2 separate regions of the Ovis aries genome follow, and region 1 is linked to region 2. The links are chromatin contacts, called in public Hi-C maps. All regions are on one chromosome and are shown on one strand. Each heading gives the region's core, a stretch centred on a gene start, on an enhancer-like site or on the middle of the called end of the contact. The rest is flanking DNA. Distances are from core to core; before and after follow the strand shown. Region 1 holds the start of ARHGAP10 (Rho GTPase activating protein 10). Region 2 overlaps ARHGAP10 (Rho GTPase activating protein 10).

What was found. Hi-C and Micro-C count contacts between places; a contact is called where the count stands out from the background.
Region 1: a contact with region 2 is called in a Hi-C map of muscle, with 4 times the contacts expected there. The contact joins the promoter of ARHGAP10 here to the enhancer-like site in region 2. A contact is called at or near these places in 2 of 16 Hi-C or Micro-C datasets (muscle and tail adipose tissue).

Annotation. Positions count from the first base shown.
Region 1 is chr17:10,531,868-10,536,991 of ARS-UI_Ramb_v3.0, reverse strand. It overlaps ARHGAP10 (Rho GTPase activating protein 10), which reads left to right and starts at 2,638. Exons shown (of 21, transcript XM_060400981.1): 1 at 2,638-2,994. The coding sequence starts at 2,841.
Region 2 is chr17:10,429,648-10,434,461 of ARS-UI_Ramb_v3.0, reverse strand. The region is part of intron 3 of ARHGAP10 (Rho GTPase activating protein 10); the gene reads left to right. Among named protein-coding and RNA genes, the nearest start is that of TRNAG-GCC, 17 kb to the left of the region's middle. Within about 2 kb of position 2,456, at least 12 of the 54 cell types and tissues checked have an H3K27ac peak or open chromatin away from gene starts, as enhancers often do. A contact at or near this core is called in muscle and tail adipose tissue, where this site is marked.

The sequences.
Region 1 (5,124 bases), core at 1,389-3,888, 100 kb before region 2:
GTACCAGACTCCCAACCCAGGGGCTTGCACAGGCTGCTTTCCTGCCTGGATTCCTCTGCTCCCATCTGCTATTTTGCAGCCAACCCCTACTGATTCTTCTCTTCACTGTTTAATGACTCCTTCAATAAGACCTTGACCCCACTCCCGACTTATATCCCGACACTTCATATTGAATAATATTACATGTGGTGTTTTGTGGCTGGCTTCTTTCACTTAGCATGGTGTTTTCAAGGCTCATCCTGTTGTAGCATGCCTCAGTACATCACTCCTTTTTATTATAGATGAATTATTCCATTGTACATGCATGCCTGCTGAGTCGCTTCAGCCATGTCTGACCCTTTACGACCCCATGGGCCATAGCCCGCCAGGCTCCTCTGTTCATGGGCTTCTCCATCAACAATACTGGAGTGGATCTTCCCAACCTAGGAATCGAATCTGTGTCTCTTAGCCTCCTGCATTGGCAAGAGAGTTCTTTACCACTAGCGCCACCTGGAAAGCCCATTTCACTGTATGTCAAAGTGTTTGTGAAAGTGTTAATCGTTCAGTCCGTCTCTTTGTGACCCGATGGACTGTGGCCCACCAGGCTCCTCTGTCCATGGAATTTTCCAGGCAAGAATACTAGAGTGGGTAGCCATTCCCTTCTCCAGGGGATCTTCCCCACCCAGGGATGGAACCCAGGTCTCCTGCCTTGCAGGCAGATTCTTTACCATCTGAGCCACCAGGGAAGTCCATTCCCTTGTATAGATACAGATTTATCCACTCGTCAGCTGGTGGACATTTGGGTTGAGCCTACTTTTTGCCTATTATGAACACTGTTACCAAGAACAAGCATTTGCGAGGACATATGTTTTCATTTCTCTTGGTTATAAGCCGAGGGAGTGGAGTTGCTGACTCAGATGTTAACTGGGAGGTGTCAGCAGCCCCTTTTTATGAGGAAGGGTTTAGGATTTTGTCCAGAGGATCCGGTGCCTGTCAGTGTTTGGTTGTTTGGTTAACAGCCAACTGTTTACATCCCTCCTGTTCTTGTCTTTCCCTTTTTTATTTGCCTCTTTTCTTTTCTGTAGATTCCAGCTCCCCTGCAGATTGTAGCCAGCACCAGGATTTTCAAGGGGTAAAAGTTGTTTGTAAAACATTTTGAACTCTCTGTAGGATGGACATTAAAGTAATAATGTTTATCTGTTTAATCTGTGGGCTAGCCATTTGCAGGCTGTTTTGTAACAAAAAGAGCTTATTGAGTAGGAGGCTTTTAAAACTAGTTCCTGAGGGTAACACTCCTACAACAAACTGCTCAGAGTCTCAACTACCCAGCTAGCAATCTGCACCTTTTAAAGAACCACTTTGAAGTCCCTTGGTGATATTAACATCACAAGTGAACCTATACATGTAAACATATGTTGTTCCCGAGCTTGTAAAAATGTATACAGAGTTCCTGGTGTGTGCCTGGCAGATAATAATTGCTTAATAAACTGTTGTTTAGTCGCTAAATTGTGTCCGACTCTTGGCGACCCCATGGACTGTAGCCTGTCAGGCTCCTCTGTCTATGGGATTTTCCAGGCAAGAATACTGGAGCGGGTTGCCATTTCTTTCTTCAGGGGCTCTCCCCCACCCAGGGATCGAACCTGGGTCCCCTGCATTGCAGGTGGATTCTGTACCAACTGAGCTACCAGGGGCCCCTAATAAACTGTTAGCTGCTATTATGAACAGTTACTCTAATGAACAATCGGTTTCTTTGAGGTAAGGATTTCAGTCATTCAGAATGCCTATTAACATTGTGAGGACACACTGAATTGTTTGAAGACACATTGAAAAGTACCCCTTTTCAGGGTGCGCTGACAGATTCTCATTCGATCGTCACGCCCATCTGGTGAAAACCACAGAGAACCTGGCAATTGTTCTCAGGTGCTCATTTGTGGTATAATAAAGATCGACTCAATCTACCCTGGCAAATTTAATCTGCTGACTACAGCAGAAACGACTCTACCGTGATCTGACACCCTCTCCCCTACAGCAAGTCGTTCGGTGTGATTACACAGAAGAGTGGAAGAGCAGCTGCCCGCCGCGCAAGAAAATGCTCCTTGCCCTTAAAAAGCTTTCTATCTAAGGTGTAGATTTACAGGCATTTTACTCTAGTCGAGGGCCGAGAATGGGGGGAAAGAGCCCTGCGTGTGCGTCCATTCACAGTTCAGGGTCCGTCCCGGGAGGATGAGACCTAGAGGTCAAACCTTTTACCCCAGCAAGCCAGACCTCAGAGTCGAGCCGTCCGGCTGCGGAGTATTACAGATGCTCCGAAGACACCCCTTCCTGGTCCCGGTCAAGTGCCCCCGCATCAGGGAGCCGACGGTGAGTCACTCCGAAGAGGGGAGCCAAGAAAAGGGGAGGCGCTCGCGCCTGGGGCTGGAGGTGAGCCGCAGGGCGAAATTATACACCAAGGAAGCCTCGGAAGGAAGAGGAGGGGCCACTGCGCGTGGGGAAGAGAAGGAAAAGAAGGAAGAGACGTTCGGGGAAGGCAGGGAGAGGAGGAAGGAGGAAGGCGGAGGGACGAGACAGGGGCGCGCGCGGGCCCGGGCGGGGCGCGCCTCCGGGAGGGCGTGCGGCGCGGGGCCGGGCGGGGCGGGGCCGCGGCGCCCGAGCTCCGGCGGGGGCTGCCGGGATCCCGGCGCCGCGCTCTCGCTCGCCGCTGCCGTGCTGCTGCGTGCGGCCCGGCTGCCCTCCGCGGGGCATGTGCGCGCTGCGCTCGCCGCGCGCCCGGGGCTCCTAGCTTCTCCGGCGCTTGCTACGCTTGCGGCCCCTCACCTCGGCCCGGCGCCCGGCTCGGGCTGTGCGCGCGGAGCGCCGCCGTCATGGGGCTGCAGCCTCTGGAGTTCAGCGACTGCTACCTCGACAGCCCGTGGTTCCGGGAGAGGATCCGTGCCCACGAAGCGGAGCTGGAGAGGACCAACAAGTTCATCAAAGAGCTCATCAAGGACGGCAAGAACCTCATCGCCGCGACCAAAAGTAAGCGGGGCCCCGGGGCGAGGCCAGCAGGAGCCTCTGCCAGAGGGACACCGACCATCCCGTGCCTGGGGCCGGCAGCCGGAGGGTCAGGGGATTCATCCGGCCCCGCGAGGCCCCGCGGTCGTGCTTCCTCGGCTCCTCGGGCAGCCGGGGCGAGTCCCTTTCCCGCCCCTGCCCCCGCGCGGCGGCCCGAGCCGGGAGCCATGCGCGTAAGCTTGCTGCCCGCCAGACCCGCAGCTCCGGCCGGGCGCCCTCGGTGCCTGCGTTCTCCGCCGGACCCGTCGGCAGGCAGGTTCTCTTGCCCCCTAGAGCTGCTCTGTCTCGTCTGAAACACATCAGTTTCACGTCTTGTCTCGTGATCCTTCAGAAGAACTTGCCTGAGGATTCTTTGCAAACCTGCTGAGTTGGTCAGAAGTCCCTTAAGCCGTACCCTTTCTGTGTCTTTTTCGGATCCGCTGCGACAGTCTCGTCCCAGGCGCCTTACTATGCTAAACCCGAAAGTCCACCTGGCGTTGTGAAAATTCCTTTCCTCCTGCTGCGCCGAGGAGGGTTCACAGATCGGAGCTTGTGAGGCTGAGCAGACAGCCTGCCCTCTAGCCCCAGCGAGCCCTGCCTGCAAATAGGGAATTCCACCCCGGCCAAGCTTGCTGCCTTCCAACCCTGTTCGTCTCTATCTTTTGAGCAACTCAGAAGTGGCCACAGGAAAATAAGAGATGTATCCGCTTATAGCGTCTGAAAAGAGTCTAGGAGGGAGGTGGCCTGAAATGCATGCTGAAACACTGAGTTGGTGATGCAGCTGGAAATAGGAAAAAATTAGCTTGAGTGAGGAGCCGGGCCTCCTGAGCACACATGTAACCTATACCCCATCCTGAGGATACCGGTTGAGTGTTGGCTTTTCCCTCTTAAAAAGACCTATCCACGCAGCAGACTGGGAAAAATATCCCATGTCACCGCGTGCCCCCCACCCCAGTTCCCCATTTTGCATTAAGGAAGATGGAAATGTACTGACTGAATTGTCTCAGGTACCCAGCCCAGAGCCTGGAACAGTGCAAATTCAATGAATGAATGAATTGAAAGAAATATGATTTCATGGAAAGAATTCAGTGAGTGAGCCATCTCTAATTTTGGAAGCAAGTCACTCAGCTTCTCTAGGTGATGACCAGGGTTCGTTTTGATTCTGTGACCTCTGGTGTTGCAAAATGAGGATTGGGAATCACTTCCCAAAGTGACATGTGGCTGGTGGGCTATTGCGTTAGTGGCTCTCCAGTGTCTTGGTGTTGTGTGTGTGTTGGGATGGGGATGGGGAGGGGTTGTAAATATGTAGGTGTAAACGGAGAGAGGAGGAGATGAAAAGGACGTGGGATGTGTGTGTGTGTGTGCGCGCGCGTGCAGTGGACATGAGAAAGACTTTCCTTTTGTAGCTTGGTCTTCACTAGTGTCGCTGGCTGGGGGAGTGTCCTTTCTCACTGACTCTAGCAGCTCCCTCTGGCTCGAGGGGTGTGAGGAGGGAGGCTCTGGTGTGGAGAGAGGCAGATGGCAAAGCCAGTCTGGCCACTGGTGGAAAGCTATTTATGTGACTGCATATTCGCTCTTCTGCCAGCAGGACACACGCCTGTGTTCCCGCAGCAGCCAGTGCATCTGGGGGCCCAGCTGTCAGCCCTCCTCTCCAGAATGTAGACTTTCTGGCACTTGCGAATTGACTCCTTACTCCTTTTGATTCTTATCCTTTACTGTAAGACCCATAACTTATGCTTATGCTCTAGAGAGCAACCAAAGTTTCTTTTTTCTCCTTTTCCAGAGAAGGACAGGAACACAGCTTTAGCTCACATGCCTTTGGCAAGTTAGGAAGGACCTGGCCTTTGCCCAGCTTGCCCCATAAAGTTCACATGGAGTTCATATCAAGACTAAGATCGAAGGATGTATCTTGGGACACCTGAGTGTAATTCGCTTCACTGTTAGGGCCTGGCTGCAGGAAAATTAGTCAGGTCACTTTTGAGTTCTGTTTCTCTTGTTCTTTTTTTAAAAAAAATTTTATTTATTTATTATTTATTGTTATTTTTTAACAACTGATTATCGGTTTATTAAAAAGGTTGATTTACATGAGTTCCCTTCTAAGAGGCATCAGTAAGA
Region 2 (4,814 bases), core at 1,207-3,706:
TACTTTTGTTACATAACCTTGATCACTTAGTCAACAAAAAATCTTTGATGCTTTACCAGAATCCAGCCTGAAACTTTTGAGTAAGAAAAGAGAGGTGCCTCAACAAGTGTCCAATGTGGTCTTGAGTAACTGGTAAAAAGTGAATTAAAATTTATTATAGTAAGTGCTAAACAGAAGTACAGGGTGTGGTTGCCTGGAGAGGGGAATAGTGGAGCCTGTGCTTCCTGGGAAGGGCTTTATGAAAGAAGCTGTGTTTGAACCGGAGTTTGTGGGGTAGAACCTTGGGGGTGGGGTTCTTTGTATAGTTTAACAAACTCATACCCGCAAGCACAGTGACAAGGAAGTTTTTTCAGGAGCTAAAATGGATGCTAGTACTTTCTGAGAACTTTGGAAAACTCGTTTTTTTCTTAAAGTTGTTACAAAACAGCAGCATATTAAAAGTCACATATTAAAAAAAAAAAAGCATGGAAAATGACAGCTGTGAAATAGAGGTGGACACACTCTGAAATTGGTTCCAAGAGTTTAGCAAAATCTTCATGTCACTTAACCTTTAAAAGTGATTAGTCAGTAGATATGTGAAAAGATGCTCCACATCACTAATTATTAGAGAAAGGCAAATCAAAACTGCAGTGAGGCAACATCTCTTTCTGAGCAGAATGGCCATCATCAGAATATCTACAAATGAATGTTGGATAGGGTGTGGAGAAAAAGGAACCATCCTGCATGGCTGGTGAGGATGTAAAATGGTGCAGCCAGTATGGAGAGCAATATGATGGTTCCTCAAAAGAATAAAGATAGAGTTACCATATGATCCGGAGATCCTACTCCTGAGCATGTATCTGGACAGAACTATGATTCAGAAAGATATATGAAGCCGTATATTCACACAGCACTGTTTGCAGTGGGCAGGACATGGAAGCAACCTAAATGTCCACTGATGGATAAATGGATAAAGAAGATGTGGTGTGTAGACCCCCCCGCCTCCATACACTGGAATATAACTCAGCCATAAAGAAGAACAAAATAATGCCGTTTGTGGCAACATGGATGGAAATAGAGGGTATCATGCTAAGTGAAGTAAGTCAGAAAGAGACAAATACCGTATGATGTCACTGATGTGTGAAATCTAAAACAGGGCACAAATGAACCAGTGTGTGAAACAGAAGCAGACTCGTGGACATCAGGCTTGTTGTGGCTGAGGGGAGTGGGGGGAGGGATAGGCTGGGAGTTTGGGATTAGCAGATGCAAACTCTTACATATAGACTGCTTAAACAACAAGATCCTACTCTGTAGCACAGGAACTATATTCAGTATCCTGAGATAAACCATAATGGGAAAGAATATGAAAAAGAATATGTATATATAACTGAATTACTTTTCTGTTCAGCAGAAATTAACAGCATAAACCAATTGTACTTCAGTTTTTAAAACAGTGATGAGTATTTCCTGAAGTCCTAAATTAAATGATGGTACAGCATAATACTTATATATTTACAATTAAGTCATTAATATAATCTGTGTTTTAGAAGGCAAAGACTGGTACCACATATTTTTAAAGAAGCTTTCCATCTCCTAAATAAATGTTAAAATATGTTTCCAGGCTTTAAGGGATAAAGACATGAGCCTGGACGCTCAGCCATCAGGAACACATGCTTCTCTGTTTTGAGGCTCCAGGTGTGTGTGATTACACGCCTCATGTATGCCTCAGTGGGCTGGATACATGTATGTAGTTCGGCAAACACTCCGTGTCAAGGGCCATCAAGACAAAGGCGTAGTTCTGAGCCTTGAGTGGTTAGTGCTGCACTGGGGAGATTGCCTAATGTGTGCATTGTGGAAAGTTATTGGGGAATTCAGGGAAGGCACTTTAGAGACGTTGTTTCTTATCTGAGTTGATATATTGGAGTTAGCATGGGAATGAAAGATGGAAATGAAGCCCCAGTTTCGTTTCGTTTCTTTTTTTTTAACATTTACTTATTTGGCTGCACTGGGTCTCAGTTGTGGTATACAGGATCTTTAGTTGCTGCATGTGGGATCTAGTTCCCTGACCAAGGATTGAACCTGGGCGCCCTGCATTGGGAGCGCAGAGTATTAGCCACTGGACCACCAGGGAAATCCTCAGTTTCTTCCTTAAGGGAAAGTGGATTGAATGTGGGGAAGAGGGAAGCTGTGTTTGTATATCCTCCCCCCACCAATGGTGTCCGGCTCTGTAGCTGTTAAAATGAAGTGTTAGAAAGTGTAGAGAATGCCAGTCTAGGAAGTCAGTGGTTCCCTCCATGCGTGAAAGTCAAATTTCTATGAACGGATGTGCCATGTCCTTGAAAAGGCCAATATTGCCCTCTTTCAGGACAGTGTTTCCAAGTGAGTAGTTTTTTCCTGATCACGTTGCCAACTGTTGAGGTGGAGAGCCAAGTCCACGGGATGCCTGTGTCACTTCCGTACATATCCCCTGAGAGAAGTCCTGTGTGGTGTTCCCCTGCCAGAATTCCGGACATGCTCTCCCTGGCGGGGCAGGACATGCCGTACTTATCTGCAGTGGGCAGCTGGCCAGGAATTTAGGGACGTTTAAAATAGTGCTGTTGTGTTGATGATGATCTTTTGAAAGCCCTTCATGTTGTATTTACTTCTCCATGTGAGTCCTGTCATCCTGCCTTTTTAATTTTTGTCCATTGCTGTAAATCGGGGATTTTTCAGTGATGCTGAGTATCTGGGAGTTCTGGTACATCAGGGCAGTTGCACGAGGCCCAGAGGTGCAGGGAAGCTTGGGGGAGGCGGGTGTGTCTGCAGAGAGAAGCGAGAGCTTGCCCAATGGTGTCCAGACGTAGGCGGGCATCTTGTCCCTCAGTTGCACCTTCTCCCTCTTGAGCTGTCTGTGTGTGCACAGAATCTTCAGGCTTTTGAGACCTCTTCCTTTCTGTTTTTTCTTCGGCATGTTTTTCCCCACCACGGATTTTACTTTTGTGAACACACTGGGCCAGGAAACACTTGCTGGGTGATGGACCCTGAGCTTATGTCCTGATAAAGAAAGCACTAGGTTGAGTCCTGAAGACTTTAGTTAATATTGGGTTGGCCAAAAAGTTAGTTTGGGTTTTTCTGTACACTCTTACAGACCCAGTGGACTTTTTATCTAACCCAGCAGTTTGGATGCTTCCAGGCAAGGCACGATGGGTGTTTCCTCAACTCATTCTGACATGCTTCACTGCTTTCTCATCATTCTTATATTGTCTCAAGGATCTTCTGGAAGCATTTGCTTATGTGATTTCTGTATCTTTTGGGGGTTTTGACCCTGATTTTTGTTTCAAACTTTCTATGACAATTTTAAAGTTTCAAAAATGCTTCATGGTGTTATTAAAACAATATATGTGGGTTGTGTGTGTGTTGGTCTCTCAGTCGTGTCTGACTCTCTGTGACCCCACGGGCTGCAGCCTGTCAGGCTCCTCTGTCCATGGAATTTTCCCGGCAAGAATACTAGAGTGGCTTGCCATTTCCTTCTCCAGGAGATCATCCTGAGCCAGGAATCAAACCTGGGTCTTCCGTGTTGCAGGCAGACTCTTTACTGATTGAACCACTAGTGAAGCCCATGCGTGTTAATGTGAACTAAGTATCGTTTACCACTGGGAGAAATTTCCATGACATTCGATCTTTACTACCACTTTAGGTGGTGCTTTTCCAGGCGGGGTCCCTGGACCAGTGGTGGAACTGGGAACTTGCTGGAAATGCAGACTTCTCGGCGCCTCTCCAGACCTACTGAATCAGGAACTCTGGGGTGGGGCATGGCAGGCTGTGTTCTAATAACCCCTCCAAGGTTGTTGTGCGGCATTTCTACCTCTGCACCACTGGCCTGGGGTGCTCGAGAAATCTCCACTGGCCTTCTTAGTCTTGGGGCTGGATCTGTCTGAAAGTTTCTGCTGTTGTTGAGTCTCTCAGTTGTGTCCCAGTCTTTGTGACCCTGTGAACTGCAGCAAGCCAGGCTTCCCTGCCCTTCACTATCTCCTGCAGCTTGCTCAGACGTATGTCCACTGAGTCGGTGGTGCCATCCAACCATCTCAATCTTTGTCACCCCCTTCTCCTCTTGTCTTTGATCTTTCCCTGCATCAGGGTGTTTTCCAGTGAGTCGGCTCTTCATATCAGGTGGCCAAAGTATTGGAGTTTCAGCATCAGCCCTTCCAATGAATATTTAGGGCTGATTTCCTTTATGATTAACTGGTTTGATCTCCTTGCTGTCCATGGGACTCTCCAGAGTCTTCTCCAGCACCACAGTCTGAAAGCTGGAGCCACTGTGAATTGCTTTTTGGTGACTTTGTGCCTCTCAGGAGGTTACAGTAGCCTTTATGACCCTAAGTTTTAACGTGTCATTTCCAAAGTATTTTGGACTATATCTAGTTTGCTTTAATGGAACGGATTTCTGCTGTTAGAAATTTTACATATTTATGTATTTGCATCAGGTCAGTTGCAGCACGCGAGATCTCTGTTGCGTCTTGTGGAATCTCCTGTTGAGGCACGTGGGCCTCGTAGTTGTGGTGCAGGGGCTTGGTTGCCCCTCGGCATGTGGGATCTAGCTCCCTGAGCAGGGATCTAACTCAAGTCTCCTGTAGTGCAAGGTGGATTCTTAACCACTGGACCACCAGGAAAGTCCCTCTGCTGCTAGGAATTTACAGTGTTCTTTAGTTTGTGTTTAGTAATTGCTTCCGAATTCCTGTAAAGACATTACATGCCATTAGAAATACTGCCTTTCATGTCATCTATTTATATTTTATACAGTATATCAAACCTAATTTAATTAGTTCTGTTACAGATAAATGAATCCCTTGGCAGGC